Linked DNA regions of Triticum aestivum: all the other regions are linked to region 1. Evidence: chromatin contacts called from public Hi-C data. All regions are on one chromosome and are shown on one strand. Each heading gives the region's core, a stretch centred on a gene start, on an enhancer-like site or on the middle of the called end of the contact. The rest is flanking DNA. Distances are from core to core; before and after follow the strand shown. Region 1 holds the start of LOC123156406 (tonoplast dicarboxylate transporter). Region 2 holds the start of LOC123157835 (4-formylbenzenesulfonate dehydrogenase TsaC1/TsaC2). Region 3 holds the start of LOC123159075.

Region 1 (5,091 bases), core at 1,582-4,081:
TTTCGCCCCTAATGATTGTGTTCCCTGCCGCTTCCAAATACAACAGGCGTTTATTTTGAAGATGAGGTTCCAGTCTTCAGATGTCAAAATCTAGAATGTGTTTCATCAGCTTGGCTTTCGGATTTCTGTCGTTCTTTGAATTATTGAAGCTTACCTGATAGACATAGTTGCCCATACAAAAATATGTTCACATTGGGCATATTTCGAATACATATATTTACACAGACACACCTTGTACAAAACCGTTTGCTTAATCCTATGCAAAGTTACAAACCATATCCCGAACCAGCAGCAAGGTGCAGTCATGAGTCATGACATGCTGAAACTGATGTTCAACCTCAGTATCCTGCCAGACCAAGGTTGAAAGGTTCCAGAACTTGCATCCATGATCCATGTCCCTAGCTAGGACTTGTTGTCCATGCCAAAAATCACTGACCCTGCATGATCAAATTAACAGTTGAAAAATGTAAGAGAGGCATCATCACTTAGTTACCGATGGACGACTAATTCCTCATGGTGCTTGGTGCAGGAAGCGTTGTTAATTACCTAGTGTTGGTAGCAAGACCGTCAGAGCTGTAACTCCGACGACCTTGAGGGGCAACCCAGTGGCCACCAGATCCTTGATGGTGATGTGGCCAGTGCTGAAGCCGACGACATTCGACGGCGACCCGGTGGGAAACAAGTAGGACAGCTGGGCCCCGATCGCGCCGGAGATCATAAGCAGAGCGGGGTGCACCTCGATGGACTTGGCCAGTTCAGCAAACAGGGGCAGCACCAGCGTGGGGGTCGAGTCGTCGGACATGAACTCGGTGATGACCCCGCTGAAAACGCAGGCCACGGGCACGATCACCAGCGTCGGCGCGCCCTCGAGGAACCTGAGGCCGTCCGAGAGGATGCCGGTCAGGCCGCTGGTCCTGAAGCCGTCGGCGATCGCGAAGCCGGCGCCGAGGAGGAGCACGATGTTCCACTGGAGCTTCCTGCACTTGTTCCAGTCCATGAGCTTCTCGCCCTCCTTCTTCCCGCTCGGGATTATGAACAGCAACGTAGCCATCATGATCTGCGTCGCAAGCGATTTGTTTGCTCCTCCATAATACTGTGGCTCAGCAACTTTATGATTATCTTGCGCACTTACCGTGACTGTTCCATCCCCAACTTGATTGTGGAAGAGGACTCCCCACCCAGGAATGTCATCTGTTAGGTTCCTAGTCATCCACAGCACAATTAGACCCTGCAAAAGTTATCCATTTCTACGAGTTTTTAATGATTAATGGCCAAGTAGCAGGTCCATATTGTGTGACAGAAAGCACACTCTTCTTTGCTAGTTGAAATTTCTATTGGCATATAATAATTGATTGGTAGTAGAATTTACCCCAAACACGGCCAAGACCATCTTCTCCGCGAAAGCCATTGGACCTGTCATAGAAGATGCTAACCCCGTCAGACAACTATGCATCGCCTTGGACAATGTATTTGTGTTTTGAGCTAAAACTGCTGGAACTGAAACTTGGACAAACAACTAGAGAGAGGATATGCCTAAGGGCTTGTTCGGTTGAGGTGGATTTAAAGGGGATTGAGGGGAAATTAATCTCCTACAGGCCAAAATCCCTGCAAATCCCCTCCAATCCACCCGAGGATGGGATTAACCGAACAGAGCCTAAAGGGACAATCAAAGAAGATGAGGCGAGAGAATAAAAAATGGCTAGTGAAGACAATAAAGGAAAGGTACCTAACAAGCTGAGCTCCCTTCTGAGATGGGTTCCGTCGAGGTAGGCAGAGAGCGCCTTTCCGGTGTTGTTGGAGCAGTACATGAAGCAGAGGGTGACCCAGAGCGCCAAGAACATGACCAGCGCCATTGGGAGGCCGAAGCTCATCCACGAGCTGAAGGTGATGGGCTCCTTCTCCGGGAAGTAAGCCGACCACATCCCCACCAGGATGATGTTCACTCCGGTGCCCGTCAGCGTGGCCATCCCGCCCACCGCCGACGCGTACACCACGCCCAGCACCACCGCCTTGGAGAACCGCCGCACCTCCTGCTCCTCCTCCTCCTGGCCGGCGCCGCCCCGCGGGAACCGCTGCAGGATCCCCGTCGCCACCGGCATCATCATCACCGTGCACGCCGTGTTGTGGATCCACATGCTGACGAACGCCGTCGTGCCGGTGATCCCCAGCAGCAGCAGCGACGGCCGCACCGGGTCCCCGCAGAACCGCAGCGTGATCTGCGCAATGCGTGATGATCAGTTTAGGCGCCAAGAATTCTACTCGCTGAGTGCGTGGTGGAAAAGTTTTTTATTAGCGCTTGCGCTTGCGCACGCACTTTGAGAGCGAGGCGGCGGTGGATGTGGTAGCGCTCGATGGCGAGGGCGAGGATGAAGCTTCCGAGGACGAGGGCGATGACGTCGTCCATGTACGCCTTGGCGACGGCGTCGGCGGAGGAGATGCCGAAGGCCGGGAACAGGAAGAGCGGCGCCATGGACGCCACGGCGAGGGGCACGGCGTCCGTCGCCCACCACAGGAACACCCACGCCAGCACGCCCAGCATGTTCCGCGGCGCCGCGCCGTGTGCGCCGCCGAGGTCCACGAGCGCGCATATGGCCGCGCACGCCACGGGCCCCGACGCGATCGCAGGGTACTTGTGCGCGAGCAGAGCCCTCAAGCGCGACGACGCCGTGGTTGTGGCATCGTCGCGATGCACCGGCAGCAGCAGGGACGTCCCCGCGTCCTCCGACGAGCTCCCGCCGAAGCTGCCGGGCTTCTCCATCGCCCTCGTCGTCGTCTTACTGAGGCGTGCGTGTCGTCTGCGGTGTGGCCTTATAGCAAGGCCAAGCTTGAAATGGCGTGACAAGTGGCCAGGATAAATCCCCCATGGATGATTAGGCAACCGGATTAGTTCCGGGCATGGCGAGAACGGTGGGGTCAATCGTTCAGGTGGCCACGGCAGCATGGAGAAGCTGGTGACGCGACGGCCAGGAAATCGGGAGGTGACGAGTCGCGGCCACGTCGCATCCCATGATCGCTCCAGAGTCTGTTTCAGTTGATCATTGCTCGTTCGTAATAATTTGTACTGTGACGAATAAGATCATTGCTCCAGGAGTCGGATAATAAACGTAACAATATTCAGAAAGATTTTGTTGCGGCAACCGAGCGGGAATGCAGTACTGACGAGTGATAACCACCAGTCCAAGAGCAACAAACTGATAAGTGAAAGAAAAATAATGTCGTGCACCCACCAGGCACCCAGGAGCCATAATTTAGATGCTGCTGCGTCACGCGAGGTGAAAACGATACTGTCGACCGCTGAATGGCACAAATATTTTGCCAGTGAAGCGAGCACCCCATACGCGCCACAGGTACGTCTCTCATGGCCCCGACCCGACGAGGTTGATAGGGCATGGTCACGACATCATCATCGACGATCTCGATCTGGATCCACCTGCCAAATGGTGGGTGGGCATCAACTCATGCAACCAATCAGTGTACCCCTCCAAAGAGGGGGGCGGGGGGGATAACCATACATGTATTGGTTACCGGACTACCTGTCACTGTTCAAACCACGTGTCCGAACGAGCAAAATTAGGCCTACAACTACAAGCTCGGCTGGGCCCAAGTCACTCGCTGAAAGGGATGTCGTATCACCGCGTGACCACCCACAAATTCAGAGCAAAACACGTCACTAGCTATTATTCGTGTGTGTCGTGTTAGATTAATTAGTCCGAGGTGCACAATTGATCCATGCGATAACAAGCAATCACACTGGCACTGAGTATCACACCGAGATTTGAGGTTCATCAACATGATTACATCCTGAGGCATGACCATGAGCGCTCCTCCCATGTATAGTCGATGATAAGTCCGCCCAAACCGTCAGACAACGCTTCGACCACCGCGCACAGCAGGTCCGGCAACCCCTCGTGATCTCTTTCTAGCCTATCTGATTATGTTTAGTCTATCTGTCCACTTCACGTTGCGTATATATAATTGGTATGTGTTACATGTGTTCGACTCAAACCAAGGATTCTCTACCCCATGGTGCTAGCAGCAGAGACACGACCTTGTGGAAGGGTTTCAAGAACTGCATCTCCGTCCATTATTTCTTCTTGTTGCTCGGTTGGTTCCACTGCTCTTGATTCTTTTTGGCATGATCAGTGGTTGGATGTTGGAAGGTTAAGACATGTGCTCCCATGTTATATTCGTTTGCTAGAAATCAGTACTGCTCCGTCCAATCCCAGTTCTCCCAAGGCGTTTGGGATGTGCAACTGCACCCAAACCTCTCCCAGACGGCAGTTCATGAACTTCTGGTCTTGAACCAGCTCATTGCGGCCATGGCTCCCGTCAGCTGACATAAAGGTGCAGGCACCCCCTTTGTTACATGTAATAAGGTCAACACAAGCTACTTCTAACGACTGCTCACCTTCCATTGTGTGAAGTGTGCCTTTGAGTTTTGGATCTGGGATACCTTAATACCTTTGAAGCACATGGTTTTTCTTTGGTTGGATTTCTGGCGGTGCCTCAATACAAAAGAGAATATGGTCAGGTAAAGTTGATCGGTGGTTGCCCCAAATGTTGACTGTGATATTTGCCCAGCCTTTGAATCTATCGACCATTTGGTGCTTCGTTACCATACAACCCTCCTCTTTGGAACTTGTTCCTGACTCCTTTGGCATGCTTATCTCCTGACATCATGTATTTTGTGGAGCATGTCGTTCACCAGCTTGCTTTCAAGCGCAAATGGAACATTACTTTTGTTGCTTGTGCCATTGCGCGTTGGCATGCACAGAATGATAGAGTTTTCAATTCTAAATGTTGGATGGAGTCTTACATCAGGTCTTATGCCACGGACATGAACCGTGTTTGGAGCAACAGGGCTAGAAAGCCGAAGGACAAGGATGACCTGTAAACTTGGATTCACTTGATTGATGGCTAATTCTTGTATAGGTCTGCTGTCGGAGTCGGGGCTCCGGGGACCCAAGAAGTTTGAACTCTAGGGTGCGCTTGTTCTTACCGCTCTACTCTATTCTGCTACCAACTATGGCGAGGTTGTGGTGAGCGCGAGCTAGCGGGAGCAGGCTGGAGGCACGACAGTTACCCAAGTTC
Region 2 (5,091 bases), core at 877-3,376, 850 kb after region 1:
ATATTATATACAATGGTTGTCAAAGTTGGCGACCAGTGCAAATAAACGCCGCTGGAAAACAAGTCCAGAACTGAAACCACTGTACAAGAGCTCAAGAAACAATATCCTGGGTATCCACCATGCTAGGAAGACGCTTAGCAAGCTTATTAGCTTTCTCTTGTTTGGCGCTTAAATCCTTCAACGCTTGCTGTTGCACCAGAAAATATGCATATGAATTCTGCAGGGACTTCCTCAGTCCTTCAGCTTCCTGCCGTAGCACATCTGATCCTAAAGGGGATCGGCGTTCGCAAATTAAAGGGATCCGCGATGGCAAGGGGATTGGCAGCGTCAAATTGTTCTCGTTGACGTAGCGCCGTGATTGGCGGCGGCGAAGGGAGCCGCTGGGGCGTGGTTCTCGTCCTCGTCCTCATAGCGAGACGATCGAGGGCACTCTGGAGGCCTCGCTCCTTATTTGCGATGGCTCCCGTTGAGGTAGCGCAGGGATCGACGGCAGCTTGATGCGAGTGCGAGGGCGGCGACGAAGGGATCGGCGGGGCGTGGTTCTCATACTCCTAGCGAGACGATCGAGGGCACTCTGGAGGCCGCGCTCCCTCGTTCGTGCGAGTCCTCGACGATATTTTTTCGTTGTTTTTTTTTGTCCGCTTTTTTGACGTGCGAGGGGGCTACCTAGAGGCATCGCTCCTTCGTAATGTGGTTTTGGTTGGATTTTTTTTTTTTGGACGGGATCATTACCTGCGGGGGAACTAGGAGGTGGGAGGAGAGACGAAAATAAACCAGACGAAGGTGGGAGGTAGTGGAACAAAAAATACCGTGGAACAGAGATTATCAATTCGTCCGTTAGGAGTAGAGATAACCAAAAATGAAACTCTGAGTATACATACGCAATGTCACGAATCTTGTTACAGATCGTCGGCTCACAATCCGCGTGCTCTCGCGCCCTGCGTGCCCTAAATCATCTCTCATGTTGCCATGTTTAATGCAGCACAGTAGTAACATGCACATGATTTTGGATATATTATAAACACGTATGCATCGTTCCAATCTTTGATCCCCAGAAAAAAGTACGGTGCAGGTTCCAAACAGGCCCCATATATTTACACTTTCATGTGGCTACATCATTATAAAGAAATGTTCCAAAGCTTAGCCACCTCTTTTGCATATGAGCTTTGGCAAAGAGTGATCTCATTATCTTTGCCCTGTTAGCAATTTAAGAGAGGTGCCACTAGCAGAGAAATGTTCGTTCGTTTTTTCTTTTGTTTGAGAAAATAATGCTCGTTCGTTCGTGCACACACCCAGGTGCATGCATGCACACACCGTGGCTTAGCCTGGGGTGCGGCGCACGAAAGAGATGCATGCATGACGCACCATGCACCATGCGTCGACGTCGCATTGGTGCGATACGGATGAACGTACCGTTCATTCAGCTTCAGGACGAGGACGTTTCCGGATCAGTGGCCTCGTGTTTGCATGGATTAGTTTAGTTTAACACAAGTTTTTTGTTTTTTGAGGCAAAGTTTAACCCAAGTTTACTCCCCTTGGATCCTGAATTCCTAGTCTCTGGCCCTCTTTATTCCGGGCCCACGGATCACATGAGCATTGAGACCCACCTGTCCGGTTGTGTCCCGGTTTCAAGTCACCCCGTGACCCGGTCCACCGCCGCATTGACGTCGCTGCCCCCTAGTTACTGGTCAAATCTCTATTCCTAATGTCTCAGTTGGTAGGTCGCTTTTCGGGTTTTATTTCATCCCATCATTTTCGTCTGATTTTTTTTCGTTGGTTTTTTTTCGTCGGTTTTTTCGTCCCCTCCCACCCCCTCCCCACCCCACCGGTCTCCCTCCCTCCCTCGAACCCTAGCTTCCCCTCGTCTCCCTGCCTCCAGCCGCACCCGCCGCCGGACCCCAATCCTCGATCTGACCCCCCCCCCCTCATGCCCTCTCCATCCTCCTCCTCAAGACGTCACCATCGCCTCCGTTCGTCTTCTCCCGCGCCGGCGCCGTCGAGGCCAAGTCGTTCCACTTCCCGCTCTGGCAGGTCTGCGCGGCCGCGTGCGGGGCGTTCGTCTTCTCCCGCGCCGATGTCGTCGAGGCCGAGGCGTTCGACTTCCCGGCCTGCTGTGGCTGGGTAATTCTTGTCTTGCTATAACTCTTCACGTGCAGAGAAGGGAAGAAGAAGGGGAAAGGGGGTGGCCGCCTACACCGCCTACGCGAAGCAGGTGCTGCTCGCCTGCAACGGCGGCGGCGACGCCGTCTCGCGGGGGGTCGCCGTTGGCCTCGCCAGGCACGGCTGCAGGTACTCCCTCTCACTTTTCCCCTTCTTCTTCCTGTCGTTGGGTTCTGAATCTAAGCGCGCGCGCACACACAGGCTGGTCCTGGTGGGCGACGAGGGCGCCCTGGCCGCGACGGCGGAGGAGGCGCGGCGCAGCGCGGCCCAAGGGGCGGCGGCCATCGCGGTGGTTGGGCTGGACTTGGCGGCCTGCGACGAGGCAGCCGTCGGCGCCGCGGTGGACGCGGCGTGGCGCTGCTTCGGGGACGGCGGGCTCCACGCCCTTGTCAACTGCTGCTCCTTCGAGGGTATGCACATACTACTGACAGACACTGATACACATGCCCAATTTTCCATCTGACAGAATTTTTTCACACATGCCCAAGCCCGACTAATCACCAACCTAAATGATTGCTCAGTTCTTCTCTGAATATTTCAGTCAGCTTATCATCCAGTAATTTGGTCCATGCATCTGTATTTGGCTACTGTATGAGCAGGGGAAGTGCAAGATTGCCTCAGCGTGACTGAAGATGAGTACAACAAGACCATGAAAGTCAATGTAATCACACCTTGGCTCCTGATAAAGGCGATAGCGAAGCGGTTCCGGGATGCGCAGTCGGGCGGCTCCGTGGTTTGCTTGACCCAGATCATCGGCGCCGAGAGAGGATTGTATCCGGGGGCTGCGGCATACGGCACAAGTTTAGGCGCCGTTCACCAGCTTGTCAGAGTAAGCCTGCTTTCCTGTTACCAAAAAAGCCTGAATGATTGCTCACGGAAATCCTGAATGCATACATGACCATGATGTTCTTCGTTTTTTCAGCTGTCGGCGATGGAGCTCGGCAAGCACAAGATCAGGGTGAACGCCGTCTGCCGCGGCCTCCACCTGGGGGACAAGTTCCCTCTCTCTGTTGGGGAGGAGAAGGCCGAGAAGGCGACCGGGGAGGTGATGCCGCTGCGGCGGTGGCTGGACCCAGACAAGGACCTCGCTTCCACGGTGCTGTACCTGGTCGGCGACGACTCCCGCTTCATGACAGGCACCACCATCTATGTCGACGGCGCACAGTCCATTGTGCGCCCTCGCATGCGTTCCTTCCTGTAGGTAGGTTAGTCATGCTGATCCTGGGGCTGGTTGGCCATGCTTGGATTTCACATTCCATCAGGATGACTCCCTGATATCTTGTTGTTGTTGTTGAATAGCAACAGCGGTTTGTGCAAAGAGATCAACTGCCATAATTAAGCAGTCTCTATGAATGCAATAATTAACAGGGTTTAAGATGGTAGAGTAAAGATCAAAATTGACAAAGAGTATCCAGAATCAACATGAGTGGCACAGCAGGCCCTTCTTCAGATTAAAAGACAAACGCAGAACCTTGCTGCACACAGGCATCAAAGGAGTGAAATGGATTGAGTAGTCGACATGTGAGCTACCATGTTTCTATACATCTGTAATTAGTTCTTAGTATTTTTCCTTCATTTTTGTAGTTATGCCACCTGATTACGTTCCTGCCGTGTAACATGTGGTTTCCCTCTTAATGAATGAAAAGCAGCACCTGCTGCAGTTCGTCAAAAAATAATCGTACCATCGTCACGTACGCGGGGCTAAACAGGACTGTGGGTGTCTGTGCTTTTCAGGTGGACCAAGCCGTATCAATGGCGTTCGGAGAGAACGGAGCAACCAACTACATCCGCATCCAGGTAAATAATTTATCTTGTACTGTAATTTTCTTCACGGCTGCTGAATTATTATTACCACAGTGAAATGTGAGTCAACCAAAGCTTACTGTCCCAATGGTTCCTGTCCTCAGGGTAACGGCATTACCGCCGGAGCGACGACGGAGGCGGCCATGGCGGAGCGGGGGGTGGAGTCGGTCCTGTTCCGGGGGAAGAAGCTGATGCCGCAGACCAACGACGAGCGGCTGGACGGCGTGGTGGAGCAGCTATTGTTCGGTGCTGCTATTTTCCATTCGCTGCTGGGTTGCTTCTACTCTCCACCAATCTGTCAAGTAGCAAAGAGTAGGTTTGACCTCAATTTCGATGCAGACATGGATTGGGATGTGATGCATGTACTTGCTAATTAAGGGATTTGGATCTTGCCCTCAATTAGAGTTCCCAATCTCAACGAAGTGGGGTTTATGAATTTTATTATTTTTTAGCTTGAATGGACTGTAGCTTCGCTTAATTGACTGACAGTTGTATTTGACTGCATAACTGGATTAATTGATTTCATGGCAGATGTCGGTTTTGACCTTGGTTGATCATGCTTTGTTCCGTATTTGGCCCGCAACATATTTTCTATGCATTCGCAGAAATGGTAACTGAATAATTACTTCATACTGCAGAACATCTTGCTTAATACCTGAGTCCCCGGCCCTTGTTGCTACAGGTTTATCTTGGACATGATTCTCAAAGAAGATACAGATGTGCATGCTTCATATCTTCTACACGCTTATGCAAAGCAGGATTTTATTCATATTTTGATGAGCTTAATTTCTTATGCTAATGTTTGCTTCCGCCTGAAGGATACATATGGTATGTTTTGTGAGCGGTGGGTATGGATGAGGTGAGTGCGTCTGTTAGTGCATCATTTTTGTTGGATACTTTAATCTGTTAAGGTTGGTATATATTGAGTGTTGATGATGACATGTTTATTTTGATTGGCGTGGTTGCCTCAAAGTAATGCCCTGCTACTCCTTGGGGGGCGTGAGTGAAGATTTATGCCTTAAGCATAGGAATGAGGGAGTAGGTATCCAACAGAATAGGCGATGATGCTAGGAGAAAAAGAAGACTTTGATCTGGTTCTTCAAAGAGGTACATCAAGGAACAAGTACA
Region 3 (5,091 bases), core at 1,161-3,660, 570 kb after region 1:
GATCATTAACAAACATCATCAATAAGATGAAGAATTAAGTCATGTCCGAAAGCTAGTGGAATAAATCCAATAGTTTTGGCTTTAACCTCCTTTGCATTAGTAATGTGCATGATGGCACATGTATCTTGAGATATCTCCCAATGTCTACATTAACATCGTGATTAACATCCTTCAACACTAGTGGCAAAAACCATGAGAGATTCCTTGCATGAGAAAATGATCTCTACTCTCCACGTGGGAAAGTTATTTACATAAGGTTCATCTATGCCGAAGCAAAAGTTTAGCATCATCATTAATTTTCATTACTGAAAAAATGGGAGGAAACTTTATGAACATTGTAATACAACATCAATCACGAATTAACCATCGAATGAGATGAATTAAGTAGATGCTTAATTTTTATTCTAATCCATTTCACCATTCGGCATAAAATGGAGAAGAGCATTATTTATTCATACAAGACACATGAAAATAATCAACGTTGGTCAGAATATCACCATATGCCATTAAAACATTTCCTCACTAAATCTCTAATCATAACTTCTCGTTGGTTCCATTTTGATTTCAAAGAAATAAAATCACATAATGATCATGAAGAACTTTGGCTAAATAAAGAGTCGCAACATTAGCATAAAGTAACATAATGATGCCTTTTGACATTAACTAAAGTTCACCATGATAATAACATTGATATAAGTGTCAAATTACCACTAAAATTCTGAATGACATATAAAAAATGACATCGGAATTAACATGGAAACAAAATGTCATAGCCACCAAGTAAACATCAAGCTTGACAATCATAGTGAAAATGACATCCATATTATTGTTCGGATATATAAGATTTTCCAAATAAAATTTGGACATCAAATGACATCAAGATTCACCAAATATTAAAATTTGGTAACTCTGGGATGTCAAATAAATGACAATAATAACTTTAGAATATTTTGATCAACAAATGTCATATAATGACCATGATATTACACTAAAATTCACTGAACAAATTTACTTTGCTTGGAGAATCAATCATAACCATTCTCGGTCATTACATGCTTATTTACAATGCATTATATATTATAAAATGCACCAACCATAAACTTTAGTTTTTCTGAACAAGCACACTACCCCAACATTATTAGATGCATAGTGCAGAGCGGAAAAACGCACCACGCAACCATCAACATTTTCCTCAAGTTGGCCTTAGTACATTAGTAGTGATAACATCATAAAGAAATGCCAAAAATGGCATCAACATAAAAATTTACACTCAAATAAAAATTCCAAATTATTTTTTAGAAACTTTAATGAGATTCACATTAATTTCATCATTGAAATGATACTAGAAAGGTGACCAGCATAAAATGGAATCAACATTAATTCAAATTAAATTGTCCAAATTGTTTTTTATTAGTTTTATTTTATTCAGAAAATTTAAACATCATTTAAACATAATTATAGGCAATTTCAAACTTATTAGTGCATAACATTATTAGAAACTTAACAAATGCACTAAAAAATGCATATAAAATGCCTAAAGTACATTATTCGGCCCATAACAACGCACAACTTCTCATTAATAAAACTTTATCATTATTAATATTATTTGGGGCACATAAATTTTCCAAGAAAATTTTCGCACTGGGTCCATTCTGCTCAGAAAAAAGAATGGAAACGAACTTTAGCATGATTTTCATATTTTAGTGCCCAAGCATAATTATGACTCCAAGGAAAAATTCTACACAAAATACCCAGGGTACCCGTTTAAAACCGGCCCATCACATTATTTAGCTAAAAAAAGGCAGAAAACACTCTCTCGGGCCAACATAACTTGGGCTCAAGCCCACAACCAAATTCGGCCGATTCACTGTCCGAATGCCCATCATCCCCGCACCGCGCTCAGCCATTGGATCAAAACCAACGGCTGTGATCGCCCCGAGGGGGAACAAAACAACCAGGCTGGCTGAACCCTAGCCATTTCGTCAGCCTCCCCCGATTTTAACGCAGCGGCGATGCAGAGGAGACCGCAGCGGTGACCCAAGCTCGCCGGCCATGGCGGCGCGGTAGCTGCCCTCGCCGGAGCATCGTGAAAGGATTATGTCCATCGCGCTCCTCCGGCGAGCGTGGCTCCGGCGTCGCACACATGGCAATCCGCGCGGCGGACGGGAGGACCACTTTGCCGTTAGCTTCCCGCGTAAAAACTTCAAAGGGGTGGCGACGTGCGACCCTCGCAAAGCGCGCGCCCACCAGTACGTCGACGGCAGCTCCTTCCCGCGCATCGTCTCGAGGGACGACGGTGTCACGGCGACGACATCCTTGCACAGCGGCGGCCGTGTTAATCCCGGAGGAGGAGGACGCCGTCACGGCCATGAGGCGAGCCCTTCACCTTTCTTCCACTAATTTCAATCATTTTGGGCTCAGATTTGGCGAATTTGGATTACTAGAGCTGTGGTTTCGGTGTTTCTGGGAACAAAATTTGGGGATTTGCCGTTCCATCTTTTCCTGCGCATCTTATTTCCCTCCTAATTTATCAACCAGTGCTAACAATGCTAATCAGAACGTCAACATGATGCGGAAGCATGGCTTAGTTAATCTAACAGAAAATCTAATTAGCACTAACCCAGTGGCAATTCGGAAGAAAAACTTGTATCTCAAATTTAAACAGATATCATTAGGACTTTAATCAATACGAATTAGGGCCTTAATTAATTAGGGAACAACAAGTAGCGGGTTCTAAACAGAGATCAGTAAGCTCAGGATACCATGTTAGAATTAAGTCTTTGGGATTAACGTGAATTGGATCTTGATCTCTAATTAGAACACCTTCTATGAATCAGAAGTTTGATTTGGTAAGTACCTTTGATGGCCGAGGCAAAATCCCTCGCCTGCTTGATGCAGGGTGGAGCCATGGGTGGTGTTGTAGTCTGGAAGGGCAGCAGCACATCTACGATAGATGACAGCAGCAAGCCGCCGGCACTGCCCTCGTGGCGGCCGGCGGTGGACTTGGCCTTCCCATTGCTTCAGCCCATCCATAGATCGGTATGGTTTGAGCGGATTGAGGAGGTTGGATAAAACATATGTGAATTAACCCATCGTAGGTATCTAGGCACCACCCTTTATATGCGCTGGCAACAGGGGACCAAAACCATCTGTCGGTTAGATGTGCCCCCGATCAGGGCAATTCTGTTGGGGTCAAAAGCCACTTACGTTGGTTTGTAGCTGATCCCCTTAACGTTACTTTTTACCCGGTCAGAGCCGAGATCAACCAACACATGGATGTTACAAATAAAAGCAAGGGATTGGGATTCCAGTGTTGCATTTCCAACACCAATAGACTTTTAATACTACACTATGAAAAACATATGTACCATATTTAGAACTGAAACTCTTATAGTAGATTGTATATATTTTCCTATGGAGTGCCTTTTCTTCTCGTTGCTACATTTGAAAGGAGTTTCAATATATATCAGTTACTATTAAACAATGCAATCAGTTCCAAACAGTGGACATGCATCATACTACCTCTGATCCATAAAAAGTGTTGCAGTTTTGAACTAAACCCAGTTCAAAACTGCGACACCTATTTTGGATCGGAGGGAATAGTAGTTTACAGGAGTAAACTTGCAAATATGACCACTTTGCCTCACTATATAGATGTTGAATCAAGAAATGCTGCAATTCACATGAGCTTAAAATAGATGCTCACCTCCAGGAACAAAGTCAGGTGTGTGTGTGTGTGTATTCTTGTGTATAGTTACAGGAAAAATAACGTGGGCATACCTTTTAGAAAGGAGTGGAGAAAGTGCTTCGATTGCCCTGAGTTGGCATCTAAACAGGGAAAAATGGATGGATAATTTTATATCTAGTAAATAAAAGAACTTTGCAACATTCCTAGACATCTAACATTTATAGACTTTTTAGTCACTATGGCCAATCGCCAAGATATATCATGTTTCACAACCAAGCTTTAGCCAATGCAAACAGAGCATCATTAACATGGGCCGATCCAATAAATAGATTATTTATCTTTTAATAAATATACTTAAGGAGGGCAGCCCAGTTTTTACATTAATGTAATTATCTATGAATGCAGAGATTGATATTTAAAACAATAATGAGGCTAGCCAACTCACCTCCAGAAGGCTCCCCCGATTGGTCCTTCGTTGGCCGTCGGATCTGCTCTTTTCGTCCGTCTGAACCGTTTATCTTCGCAATAGTTAAACTCAGTTTTCACCTCGCAGTCGTTTTCATTGTCCAATGACTTGTGGGCTCGCGCCGCACGCTGGTTGGCTGGGTTACCCGTTTTGAGGTGCAACTGGTTTTGCCCAATCAGCTTCGGCGCCTGCACCCAATCACCCGTGTCTCACCCCACTCCCACCCCAGCCGCCAAACGAACCCTAGCCCTCTTTCTCCTTCCCCTCGATCCCCAGTTCCCCACGATCCTCTCCTAGCCCACAGCCACCAGCCTTGTCTCTCCACTCGCCTCCTCCTTTCCTCTACCATGTCATCGTCAATCCCACCGCCGGCCTTCTCCTCTGCTTGCCTCCTCCGGTCCTCTTCCATGTCGCTGTCGATCCAGATCGGACGTAGGTCATCGTTGTGGTAGAGCAGCGGCGGCGGGTTCTTCGTGGTGCGGGTGGGGATGTAGGGGAGGGGTGGGATGCGGACGTCGGCGAGGAAGGCAAGCAGCAGCGGGGAATGAGTAGGTGAGCGATCCTAGCATGGGGAAGGGGCAGGGTGGGGCCTCGCACACCTGCTAGTGGCCGGCGGGAGCTTGAGCTCGAGATGATGGAGGTGCTAAGGCGGGGCAGGAGAGGACGGCTCGCCGACGAGCTCGAGTTGGAGGCGGTGAGATCTTTTCCTTCATGGCTTCCCACCCGCTGAGCTCGTTGGTCCTCCTCCCTCCCCCGTGCGGCCGGCCTCGTCCTTCGTCGCTCGACTTACCATCGACCCCTGGTACGCCTCCATCCTTCGTCCCTTGCTCCGTGGCCCGGATGTCGAGGGAGGGCGAGAGGCGGTGATATGCAGGGGTGAGGGAGATGGAGGCGGTGACCTGCAGCTCCTATTGAAGGGGCGGAGAAGAGGGGGTGC

The links. A called contact is a pair of places that touch in the nucleus more often than the background predicts.
Region 2: a Hi-C map of leaf shows a contact between it and region 1, with 7 times the contacts expected there. The contact joins the promoter of LOC123157835 here to the promoter of LOC123156406 in region 1. A contact is called at or near these places in 2 of 5 Hi-C or Micro-C datasets (both in leaf).
Region 3: a Hi-C map of leaf shows a contact between it and region 1, with 9 times the contacts expected there. The contact joins the promoter of LOC123159075 here to the promoter of LOC123156406 in region 1. A contact is called at or near these places in 2 of 5 Hi-C or Micro-C datasets (both in leaf) and 1 of 1 datasets of contacts at active chromatin or transcription factors (leaf).

What each region holds. Positions count from the first base shown.
Region 1 is chr7B:206,516,450-206,521,540 of IWGSC CS RefSeq v2.1, reverse strand. LOC123156406 (tonoplast dicarboxylate transporter) reads right to left here and starts at 2,831. Exons shown (of 5, transcript XM_044574538.1): 1 at 2,315-2,831; 2 at 1,727-2,216; 3 at 1,370-1,413; 4 at 547-1,228; 5 at 101-437. The coding sequence starts at 2,758. The coding sequence ends at 403. LOC123156407 (a long non-coding RNA gene) reads left to right here. Exons shown (of 5, transcript XR_006478040.1): 5 at 530-767.
Region 2 is chr7B:205,669,071-205,674,161 of IWGSC CS RefSeq v2.1, reverse strand. LOC123157835 (4-formylbenzenesulfonate dehydrogenase TsaC1/TsaC2) reads left to right here and starts at 2,126. Exons shown (of 6, transcript XM_044576025.1): 1 at 2,126-2,289; 2 at 2,362-2,570; 3 at 2,760-2,989; 4 at 3,083-3,681; 5 at 3,895-3,957; 6 at 4,068-4,510. The coding sequence starts at 2,126. The coding sequence ends at 3,361.
Region 3 is chr7B:205,948,300-205,953,390 of IWGSC CS RefSeq v2.1, reverse strand. It overlaps LOC123159075, which reads left to right and starts at 2,410. Exons shown (of 9, transcript XR_006479494.1): 1 at 2,410-5,091.